Regions from separate parts of the Mus musculus genome. Here region 1 is linked to region 2. Evidence: chromatin contacts called from public Hi-C data. All regions are on one chromosome and are shown on one strand. Each heading gives the region's core, a stretch centred on a gene start, on an enhancer-like site or on the middle of the called end of the contact. The rest is flanking DNA. Distances are from core to core; before and after follow the strand shown. Region 1 has its middle 6.6 kb from the start of Gm3596. Region 2 overlaps Rad51b (RAD51 paralog B).

Region 1 (5,398 bases), core at 1,401-3,900, 150 kb after region 2:
GAGGCGGAGCTTAAGACAGGGGGTGTCTCAGGGTAGGAGGAGAAGGAAGATGGCTACAGACGTGAACCTGTGTGGCGTTAACCAGCCACAAGTAGTTGTGGTATCATGAGGTTTGATTAATTGGGATAAAGCTTTTATCATTATCAATTGGCTCTGAAATTATTGAATTGGCATCTTGTAAATTGTGATATTATTGATACATAAATCTGATTGGTTAATTAAGCTTTAAGAGTCTTGATTTTACCAGGTTACTGGGTGCTGTGATATGCAACCACGGGGTTGGCGGTTCCATTTGGTTACTAGAATGTAGGATAGAGCCGATGGTGGAGAGGGAGCCAGCAGTTCCAGGGACAAGCGAGCCAGATGCTGCTGGGGTTAGATGGAGAAGCTGACATCAGTGGCAGGAGAACGGGAGTTTGGTCCGGCCCTGGGGAGAGTTGGTGGGTTCCTTTTTTATTATTTTCCACAACAGTTTCTGGCTGAGATTCAGAAGCTCCAGGATGCAGGGCCAGCTGGAGACCCACTCTCTGGTGCAAGGATTCCTGCTCTTGTTAATTGACAGTGAACTAAAAGCCAGCTTTTGCCATGAGAATGATAGAACCAAGTGGAGGTCCAGGGATGTTGTCGTGGGGTGAAGAACACTTTCTGTGGATGTTTTAGTCTTAATCAACCTGGACATTTTGCAAGGCTGGCGATGTGCTCATTTGAAGATTGATCCTCCCAAAAGATGTGTTTTATCTTGACCCTATAACTTGTAAATGTGACCTTATTTGGATAAAGGGTCTTTGTAATTGTAATCAAGTTAGGATTCTTGCAATCTTGAGGCCACATGTCTCTGATGAAGTGCAAGTGTCCTTTTAAGAGACACACAAAGAAGAGGAGGAAGCTCAGCCCCAGAGGCAGACAAAGTTATGTAGTGCTTAGTTTGGGGACAAGTCTGGGGACACTTGGAACCTCTGGGACTATGTGAGACAAGAAAAGAGTCTCTCATACCTCCGGAGGAAACACAACCCTACAGACATCTCAATTTTAGACTTCTTTCCAAAAGTGTGAAAGAATATTTGTCTACTGAGTGAGAAATGATGTTGTTTGTGCCAATGTGTCACTGAAGTCCTAAGAAACCAGCCCACTGTGTCTGACCTGAGAGGTGACATGGCCAGAGAGGAAAAAAAAAATCAGGTTATGTTCAGATCTGTCCCTGAGTTTTCTACTGGTGTCCCAGGTAGACATTCCTAACCTTTGTGCTGTGGGGTCTGCCTCCACCTATATGCCCCCCATTCCCACCCGGAGTTTGTTTCTTACATCAGAGTAGGGCTTACTGTTCTCTGAGGTTGCTATTCAGCAGGGAGGAGGACGACCAGTCAGACCTGCATAGCGTTTGAAAGGATGGTAATGATAATGGTCACATTATAGAATCCTTAGCGTGTGCTAGGTACATCACAGACGTTATCTCATGCAGTTCTGAGTGAGAAGAGTCCTCTGAGGTTTCTAGTATTGCCGATGTGTAAACTGAGGCCATGAGATGTCAGGTCGCCTAGTCAAGATCACTTGGTGACCTTCAACCCAGGTCTTCCCGTGTTCAATTTGTAGCATTATAAAAGGCTCAAGCCCCAAAGAATGGTGGGCCAACATCCCACAGTGACTAGCTGCCGGATAGGAACTGTTTTCCTTAGTTTCTGAATCTTGGCAGCAAAGGCACTAGAGTTTCCCCTTGGCAGGGAGGATTTTGCATATGGACTGAATGAAATTAAGAATGCCGAGATGGGAGGCTGAGGTGATAGCTCAGTGGGTAATAGCACTTGCTCTGCAAGCATGAGGACCTGAGTTTAGATCACCAACAGCCATGTTAAAAGCCACATATACCTCTCACTCCAGGACTAGGGATGGTCAGAGACAGGAAGATCATTGGCTTGCTAGCCATTAGTCTGGCCAAAACGCTGCAAACTCCAGGGTCAACAAGAGACTGACTCACAGTAATAAGGCAGAGAGCACCATAGTAGGAGAACTGACTTCCTCCTGTGCCCTCTACATATTCATGAAGTCTGCACATACACCTGTACACACATGTGTACCTACTTGCATGCGTATACCCCCCACTATACAAATAAATGAATCAGTGCTGAGATGAGATGGCCTGATCAGATGCTGCAAAACATCTACTTTCACAGGGAGCAACTGGAACTGGCTAACTTCCTCATCGCCGCAAGGCTCGGAGGTCCTTTCTCTTTTCCCAGGCATCTGGGGAAAAGGATGAATTCTCTAGGCAAGTGACCTCCCTGGTGTGAGAAATTTTTGTGTTCACTGCTGTGTCTGCCCCCTGCTTTTCCAACAACAGAGGACAAGTGTCTACAAAGCTGTCACGCAGTGACAGGAGCAGAGAGGAGGACCTGGGCTGGTCTGGGCACACTGACACTCTTTGGAGTCTCTTCTTTGCAGGTTTGCACTCTGGTGGGCACATCTTCAGAGTCTTGGGAGACGGCTCAGGTCTCCTTGCTATGGCTGAGGCTGGGGCGAGGCCAACATTGCAGCTTCTCTCCACTCCAGGGAGACAAATGCAGCCTGCCAGAATTTCCTCCCACACAGACCTCTGTAGGAGATAAAGGCAGAGAGGGAACTGCCACGGGACAGCCACATGATAAATTCCCTTGGGCCTCCTCCTGTGTTCATTGTTCTGCCCTGGTTGTTTTGAGTACAGTCAAAAGGAAGAGCCCTGTGCTATCAGACTGAGGAAGGAGGATGCTCTCCTATTGCCCTTGGCCACCCTCATTTTAAATGTGAGGAAACCAAAGGGCAATGTGCAGCCTAACCCCACCTGCCCCAGAGGAGCAGTCAGCCAGCCTTCCAGGGAAGCCGCAACCCCTCTCCAGACCAACAGCAGCACACTGGTGGCTCAGCCCTTGTCCTTTGACTCAACCCTGGGGACTGACAGATGAAACTGTTTGGGGTAGGAGCTAGAAATAGATTTTGGAGGGGCCCCATTACTTGTTGTTCATGCCCCAGGGCTGAGAACTGAACCTGTAAGGCCACAACTGTTAGGAAGGGACATCCTGCCTAACACTGGCTGGCTGCCTGCTTCTCAACTCAGAGCAGCTCAAGTTCCTGGGAACTGTAGTCAACTTTAGGGATCTGGGCTGTGTCCCAGGTTCAAGTTCAAGCATGGAGAACAGGATGCCGCCTCAGCCACCATGGCTGGATTTCTTCGAGGAAGTAGAGCAGAAAGCCTTGGCTTTCCTTAAGCTGTGTGCTCCCGAGGACACAAGTGCCAAATGGAGTGTTCTTCTTGAATTGCAGACTCAAGCAGATGTCCACCCTGTTCAAGGCTCGGGCTCTGACTGGACAGGTGTCTGGCTGCCATGGCCCGGGTCACCTTTGTCTGAGCTAGAAGGCCATGTCTGAGCCATCAAAGGGGTCTCAATGGGAGAAGACAGACATCAATGTGCTTCCTCAACCAGAAAGGTGATTTCAATTTGGCTGGAGCAGCCCAACCAAACAAGCAGGATCCTGTCGACTGAAAGATAGGGCTGCTGGAAGATCACACAGCAACAAAAAATGGGAACCATTATCAGACTTGTCCCAGCCCGGAGGGGCAGGGCCTTTGAAGCCACAGACAGGCTGAACAGAACTTTCTACCTGGGAGATGTTGGAGATGGGAGGTCAGGCTGCACCAGCCCACACCCCCATCACTCCCCCCCCCCCCAAAAAAAAACCCTGATCAAAGCCTGCTGCAGAAAGGAGGGGCATACAGCTGCAACCAGCTCCCCCCTCACGGGGCCGCCCAGGGCCTTCTGAAAGCAAGTGGACTGCTTTTGCAGGGGCCTGTGGGAAAACCCAACACAGATACAGTGTACAGCAGAGCCCCGGAGCACTGCTGCGAGAAGGAAAATAAACCCCTCAGTGGTCCTGAAAAGAAAGGCAGGAATCAAAGCACAGAAAGTGCAGCGACCACCCACCTGATGCGCGCCTACCTTTCGGAAACAAATAACTCCTGGCTTCCAGGGCCTGTTTCAAAGAACAAACAGACTGAACACTTGGCCTCAAAGCTTTGTGCACTGGGGGATTTGTGGGATGCCGAGGCCCCTCCTAAGCATCCAAGGCTTGAATTGAAGCAGTGCCTATTCAAGGGCTTCCTTGCATGTGCTCTGTGCTCCTCCCTGGGAACCTGAAAGGCAAGAACTCTCAGGAAGGGAAGGGGTCCTATGTAGATACTGCTAACTCAGTTCCTCAGACTAGATGGTTGCCTATCTATCTGCTGGGAAACGTTCTAGCTGTATTGTCTAGGCTGGTTTGGGGTAATGAGACCATCTGTGAGCAGGCCATATATTGGTTAGTTGTAAGGATCTTGTCCCCTCAGGCTCTGTGAGAGCCTCTGTACCCCCTGCTTAGGCTTGCCCCTCCTCCTCCTGCCTGAAGCCTCCCTTCTTCTTCGTGGAGCCTGCAGTTTGATCTTTTTCTGAAGTGGGCACAACAAAGCAAAGCCACTTTCAACGGACTTTCTCCTGCTCAAAAGAATACAAGAGCTCTTTGCTTTCTCACTCTTGGGACTGGGCTTGAAGGGAGGGTAGAATGGGGATATGACTTGGGGGCCCTGGAATTGCTACATGGAGGAGGAGAAGGCACTGGGAGTGATGGGCTGAGTATTTGGGAGAAACTGAGATGAGAACAGCCTAGACTCAACCAAGTGGTGGTATTGCTATCAAAATGGGTTCGAGGCTAGACAGAGGGCTTCCAGGAGGAGGAGCAAAAGGGTCTTTTCACCCCTATTCCTCTGCGCCAGATGGTAAAGAGAGAGCAGCCAGAAACCACCGCTACTCGCTAAATTTGGCTCTTTATGTCACTTGACCTGGTGAGGTGAGTGAGGTCATCTTCCTTTTACAACAGGTGACAGAACATTTGAGGTGACAAGATTCTCCAGCAACACACGTGGCACTATAGACTGAGCTCAAGCAGCGTGACAAAATCAAGTGTCACCAATGGGAGTGACTTATCACACCCAGGCCTCTTCTTCCACAGGGTGGGGGAGGTGGGTTGTTCTTTGCATGTGGTGGGGGTAGACCTTTCAGGACTATCAAGGTTCTAGAAAGAAATTCTCTAAGACAGCAAATGAAATTGTGCCCTAAGGTAGAAATAGGTCTATTTTGAAATGAATACCCAGTAAAATTTATGCAGACCCCCCAAAAGGAAGACAGAGGAGGTGGAGCAATATAAAAGCCAGGGTAGGTAGATAGTAAAATGCCACACAGCCTTGCCTTTTATCCAGGAAGTGGAAAGCCTTCATAGGCTCTAATTACATCTTCATCCCGGCCCTTCTGAAGTCTCTGGGCCACGTTAACAATACCCCTGATTTTAGGCATGGACACATTCCAGTACCAAAAGCTTTGGCAATTCTCCTCAAGGCAGG
Region 2 (4,962 bases), core at 46-2,545:
TGCTCTGGTTGTCAAGCTGCATCTTCTGATTGCATGAAAGACTATAACATACAACCTCCATATCATGTAATGAAATATTTAAGAGGGAGACTTTAACCTCATACTGTAGATTCATGATGACTCTATCTCTTTTTCACTAATTGCTTTGCTTTTTCATTTCTCCCCATTAATTTTTTTATCACTGTATTTCTGTTCAAGTTTGGTTTTCTTGTAGATTATAAACTTCTCAGCTGCCTTTGGCCTGTCTGTTTATATTGATCTCAGTAGGCCAGATGCTCCACCACAGTTGTCTTTCACTCTTGCAGATGGTCTCATTGATGTAAGTGAAGCCCCCTCTGTTCCTGCGACTTTTCTAAGGAAAACTGTTTATGATGCGATGGGTCTCTCAGGGCAGCTAGCATAGTACCTGATCTGCCGCTCAGTGTTCAACAAGTGCATCCAATAAAGGACTGTGCAAGTAGTGGGTTGTTAGTGGCTGCAGAAAACCAGGTACAAGATCAAGCATTTGGTCGGGGCTGCAGAGCTCAAAATCAAGGCTACTAAAGTTTCTGGCATCTTCTTTATATGAAAGGTGATCCAAGTTGAGCATTCCTTATTCAAAATCTGAAATGCTCCAAAATCTATGACTTTTGAATGTCAGCATGATACCAGATAATTCTACTCCTGACCTCAAAGTCAAAATACAGGCAAGTAAAAAGTTATATAAAGCATCTCAGGCTCTGTGTATAAAGTATACGTGAAGCACAGATGGGTCGCATGCTTAGTCAGTTCCTCTTTGCCATTCTTAGGGAGTCTGGGCTGGAATGCGTCTTTTCAGATTCCCTTTAGAGTACTTTATGTTCTGCCCTTTTCCACATCAGAACTGTCCGCTCCGGATGACATAGAACATCTCAGCTATTTTTTTTAACCTGTAGTCCTTGAGCTGTGTTTATCTTTTGATGTGGAGAAGGTACATAGCTTTCATCAGAATGTCAAAGGGGAAGTCCACATTCCAAAAATAGGTCAAAACCCACCGCAGAGACATCACTGGTGTTCTGTTAAGAGGAGTGAAGCTGGCCATGGTAGTACAGCCCTATTATCCACTCAAAAGACAGGACGATGGGGTCAGCTAGGGATGCATAGCAAGTTTGAAGCCAGTCTGGGCGATGTTAAGGAGACCTTGCCTCAAATTAAATGAAAAAATAAGATAAGAATAAAAGACAAGGGTGGGAGAGAAGCCGAGGACACAGCACACAGGCACAGCTGAAGTTCACAACCACAGCTTCACATAGCACTTTTACTATCTCGTGGACCTCAGACTTCGATACCATAACTCACGTCAGCAGGTGTTTCCACAGAGCTCACTAAGTTGTGCTCGTTGTGGGGACTAGGTGAGCAGGGTTCCTTCCTTTACAAGTACTCACTGGGGTATTGCTCTTCCTCACCTTCATTAAATAGTAATATTTAATAATTTAATAGTGTTGGTTAACTGATCTTACCCAGCGCTCAGTACTGTCCTGGGCAGTATTAGCAAGTGCTACTTGCACCACCACTGTTGAAAAGAATGGGTAGCAAGTTTTGAGGACAGGCAGGAATTTGAGGGAAGGAGAGGGGGAAGCTGGCATGGACTACTGTGATAAAAGGCAAGCATCCCAGGTCCTAGGCTTCTGCATCTCTGTGGGTAGAAGGTCTTTTTGAGCAGAGTCTTCCTTGTGGCTGGGGTTGGCCTGCATTCAGTTCCAATAAAAATAGATGTCAGGAGTAGACAGAAGAAGAGGTACAGGTTGCCATTAGAACATTTTCTATAGCATGATTCTTCAACTAAATGCTATTACTATTATCCTATCAGCTAGAATGTTATCAGGAAAGAGATTGGGTAAGCTAATTGGTTCAGCAGACTTGTGTAATCTGGGGAGTGCATTCAAGGAATGGGTAGCTATGAAGAAACTTCTAGAACTGTACAGTGTTTTAGAGGTACTTACAAGTGATCTCCATCAGCACCCCTGACTGAGGGTGACCTCCTTCCTGTCTCCTGCTAATGTTCTCCAGGGGTCGTGGCCAGGAGAGTCCTCTTAAGGTGATCCACAGAACACAAAGGCAGAGGTGGGGTGGAGAAGGAACCAGAGTAGAACTGGAGGGACACACAGGCCATGTCTGACAGGTTTGCTTTTATTCTTGATTCTAGAGGTAAATATGTGTGCTTCCATTTTACCTCTTTGGGAAAGCTTCAGTTTTAATAGCTTCTGTCATAGCTGTTACACTATCAATTTGATGATCTCAGATATCTTGCTTTCTGACTAGTTTTGTTTTGTTTTCTAGAGACAATTATGTATAAACTAACCTCTTTTCTTCCTGAGCAAACAAACAATAAAAATATTTTTCTTTGGAAACATTGCTTCTTACAAATGGCCTCGCTCCATTTCCTTCTGTGTGTCTCTCCTCTGCTTTCTCCCCCTGTGTTTAGACTCAGAGCATATTACCTTTGGACACATCCAGCAATGTCCTGTGGGGATCCAACTAAAGTCCCTGGTTCTCTTTTGTGTTCAATACTAAAGGTCATACTGCCCAGTAAGGTTATTTTTATTATTTAGAGATATTTTTTATAATTAATCTAAGACTCTACATCCTTCCTAATGCTATAACTTCTTAATATAGTTCCTCATGACATGGTGAACCCCCAATCATAAAATTATTTTGTTGCTACTTAGTAATTGTAATTTCACTACTATTGTGAATCATAAAGTAAATATCTTTGTTTTCTGATAATTTGGGGGGGAGGACACTACTCATGGGTTGAGAACCACTATTCTACATGGAACCCAAGGTAAACAGACTGCAGTTATTTCACTTTCTAAGTACTACAATTACTAAGTACTACAATTACTAAGTACTACAAGTACAAATCATGAAAGTATTATTAAAACAGAGTAGAATAGTCATTATTTAAACATCAGCTTATAGTTGCAAAAGTATATATGCACTGTAAAAGGTACAATGAAGTAAAATCTAAAAGCCAACCAATGTGCCTTACTAAACACACTTATGGCACATTAGACACATTTTTATTAGTTTTATGATAGGATTTTTAGTCTAATTACTTCCTTTCCCACATTTCTTTTATTACCAGTATTTGGCAAGAAGTCACTTGAATGACTTTCAAAAGGTAGTGTTTTCTTGTCTTCTGTCTAGACATACAATGTGTCTGCTAACTCTGCCTAGAGCCTCATAGGCACTTACTTACCTATGACGTCTGTCCCTTCCTCCTGTCCAATGGACACCATGTACATTAGTCCAGTCTTGGTCTGTGGCCACCCTGCAGAAGTTCGCTCAGAACATTACTGATTCCGGCAACAGTATAATCCCCTTTGTAATGCTACAAAAGTCTGTCTCTCTTAATTCTTAGGTTTCCCTCCCTGATTAAGAGAATTTTTGTCTTCTCAGACTAGTCTCTGCATTCCAATGTCCTTTGTAACCCAACATTTTCTCCTGTGCTCTTCTGGATGGTGCTATCATTAGCCAGAAGAGTTAGAGGTCCACTGATAATACTGAGTTAGTGGTTGGACTCATTCTTTTACTGGTCATCCTATACCATAGACTCTGAGACAGTCATAAGACACTAAGGGCATGCTATAGGCTGGCTCTGAATCTAGACCAACCAGTCAGGGTTTCCGGGTGTTTGGCTTTGGAATGAATATATGACCCAAACTGAGAACATGAAACTTTATTACAAGAATTTAGTCAGAACCACCAGGAAGAAGGACCCTTCAGTCTACCATATACCAACCTGGTGGGATATAGTGTTGGTCATACTTTGGAAGAGCCTGCCTGAGTACATTCACATACTGCAAAGCAGAGGTTTAAGGTAGGGAAGGGTTCCCACATTTATCTGTCTCACTCAGATGCTTGGTGGTAAGGCCCGTTAGGGCTGTCCCTAACCCTACTGTTGCTTTGCCTACCAAATCAACCTGAGTATATGCACTGTCGCTTATAACCCAGATTCATATCTGAGAATTCAACACTTTCTGAATTCATAGTCCCACCAATACCATAAGCCTCTGTACTAAGGCCATTGTGTTACTTGTTGATTGCTCTGACAATTCTGAACAAAACAATGGAAAGGGGCTTATTTATCTTGACTCATTGTTGCAGAGATTTTAGTCTGTAATCTTTGGTTCTGTTGATTCTGGGCCCATAGCAAGACAGATATTCATGAGAGTAGGAGTAAGAGACAGAGGCTGCCCAGCTCGGGGCCAACAGAGAGCCACGTAGAACAAGATGTAGCCTCTAAGGACATACCCCTAGTAGTCTGCTTTCTGTGCCTAGTCTTTATCTCCTAAAATTCTCGAAACCTCCGAGAATAGCACAACCAGCTAGGAACTAAGCTTTTAACAATGAGTTGTTTTGCTTTGGTTTGGATTTTTGGTTTTGCTATTTTTGTTGTTTGTTTTGCTTTTTGGTTTTGGTTTTTTGGTGGGTTTTTGTTGTTGTTGTTTTGTTTTGTTTTGTTTTGTTTTGCAGGGACACTTTATACTCAAACCATAACAGTCAGTTTGAATTGGGAATTCCAGAAAGCTACAGAGAGTACTCTTCTTTTTCTTCAGTTTCAGAGAGCACAATGACATACACATGGAATGCAGGAATTCCAAGAACAAGCTTAGGCCTAGTAACACAATATGTCGCTGACTGTGTGGAGCATCTGCAATTAAATGTAGTCTCCCACCGTACTGGGGGAGGAATCCAGGAGGACCCACCCAAAACTCCACAAATACCAAAGACCTCTTGCATAAAATGATGCAGTATTTGCATATAACCTAGGCACTTCCTCTTGCACATTTTAAATCATCTCTAAATTACTTATAAAGACATAATAGGATGCAAATGATATGCAAATAGTTGTTCTACTGTATTGATTAAGGGATAATGGCAAGAAAAAGGTCTGTATGCATTCAGTACAGATGTTTCCCCCCCCCCCCAAGTATTTTC

What was found. Hi-C and Micro-C count contacts between places; a contact is called where the count stands out from the background.
Region 1: a Hi-C map of B cells shows a contact between it and region 2, with 2.4 times the contacts expected there. The contact joins two enhancer-like sites. A contact is called at or near these places in 3 of 484 Hi-C or Micro-C datasets (B cells, nephron progenitors and uterus) and 4 of 115 datasets of contacts at active chromatin or transcription factors (embryonic stem cells, heart atrium, microglia and 1 more).

What each region holds. Positions count from the first base shown.
Region 1 is chr12:79,835,746-79,841,143 of GRCm38.p6, forward strand. It overlaps a transcript of Rad51b not described here. Among named protein-coding and RNA genes, the nearest start is that of Gm3596, 6.6 kb to the left of the region's middle. Within about 2 kb of position 2,651, at least 103 of the 459 cell types and tissues checked have an H3K27ac peak or open chromatin away from gene starts, as enhancers often do. A contact at or near this core is called in B cells, where this site is marked.
Region 2 is chr12:79,691,361-79,696,322 of GRCm38.p6, forward strand. All of the region lies in intron 8 of Rad51b (RAD51 paralog B), which reads left to right. Among named protein-coding and RNA genes, the nearest start is that of Gm36048, 110 kb to the right of the region's middle. Within about 2 kb of position 1,296, at least 47 of the 459 cell types and tissues checked have an H3K27ac peak or open chromatin away from gene starts, as enhancers often do. A contact at or near this core is called in B cells, where this site is marked.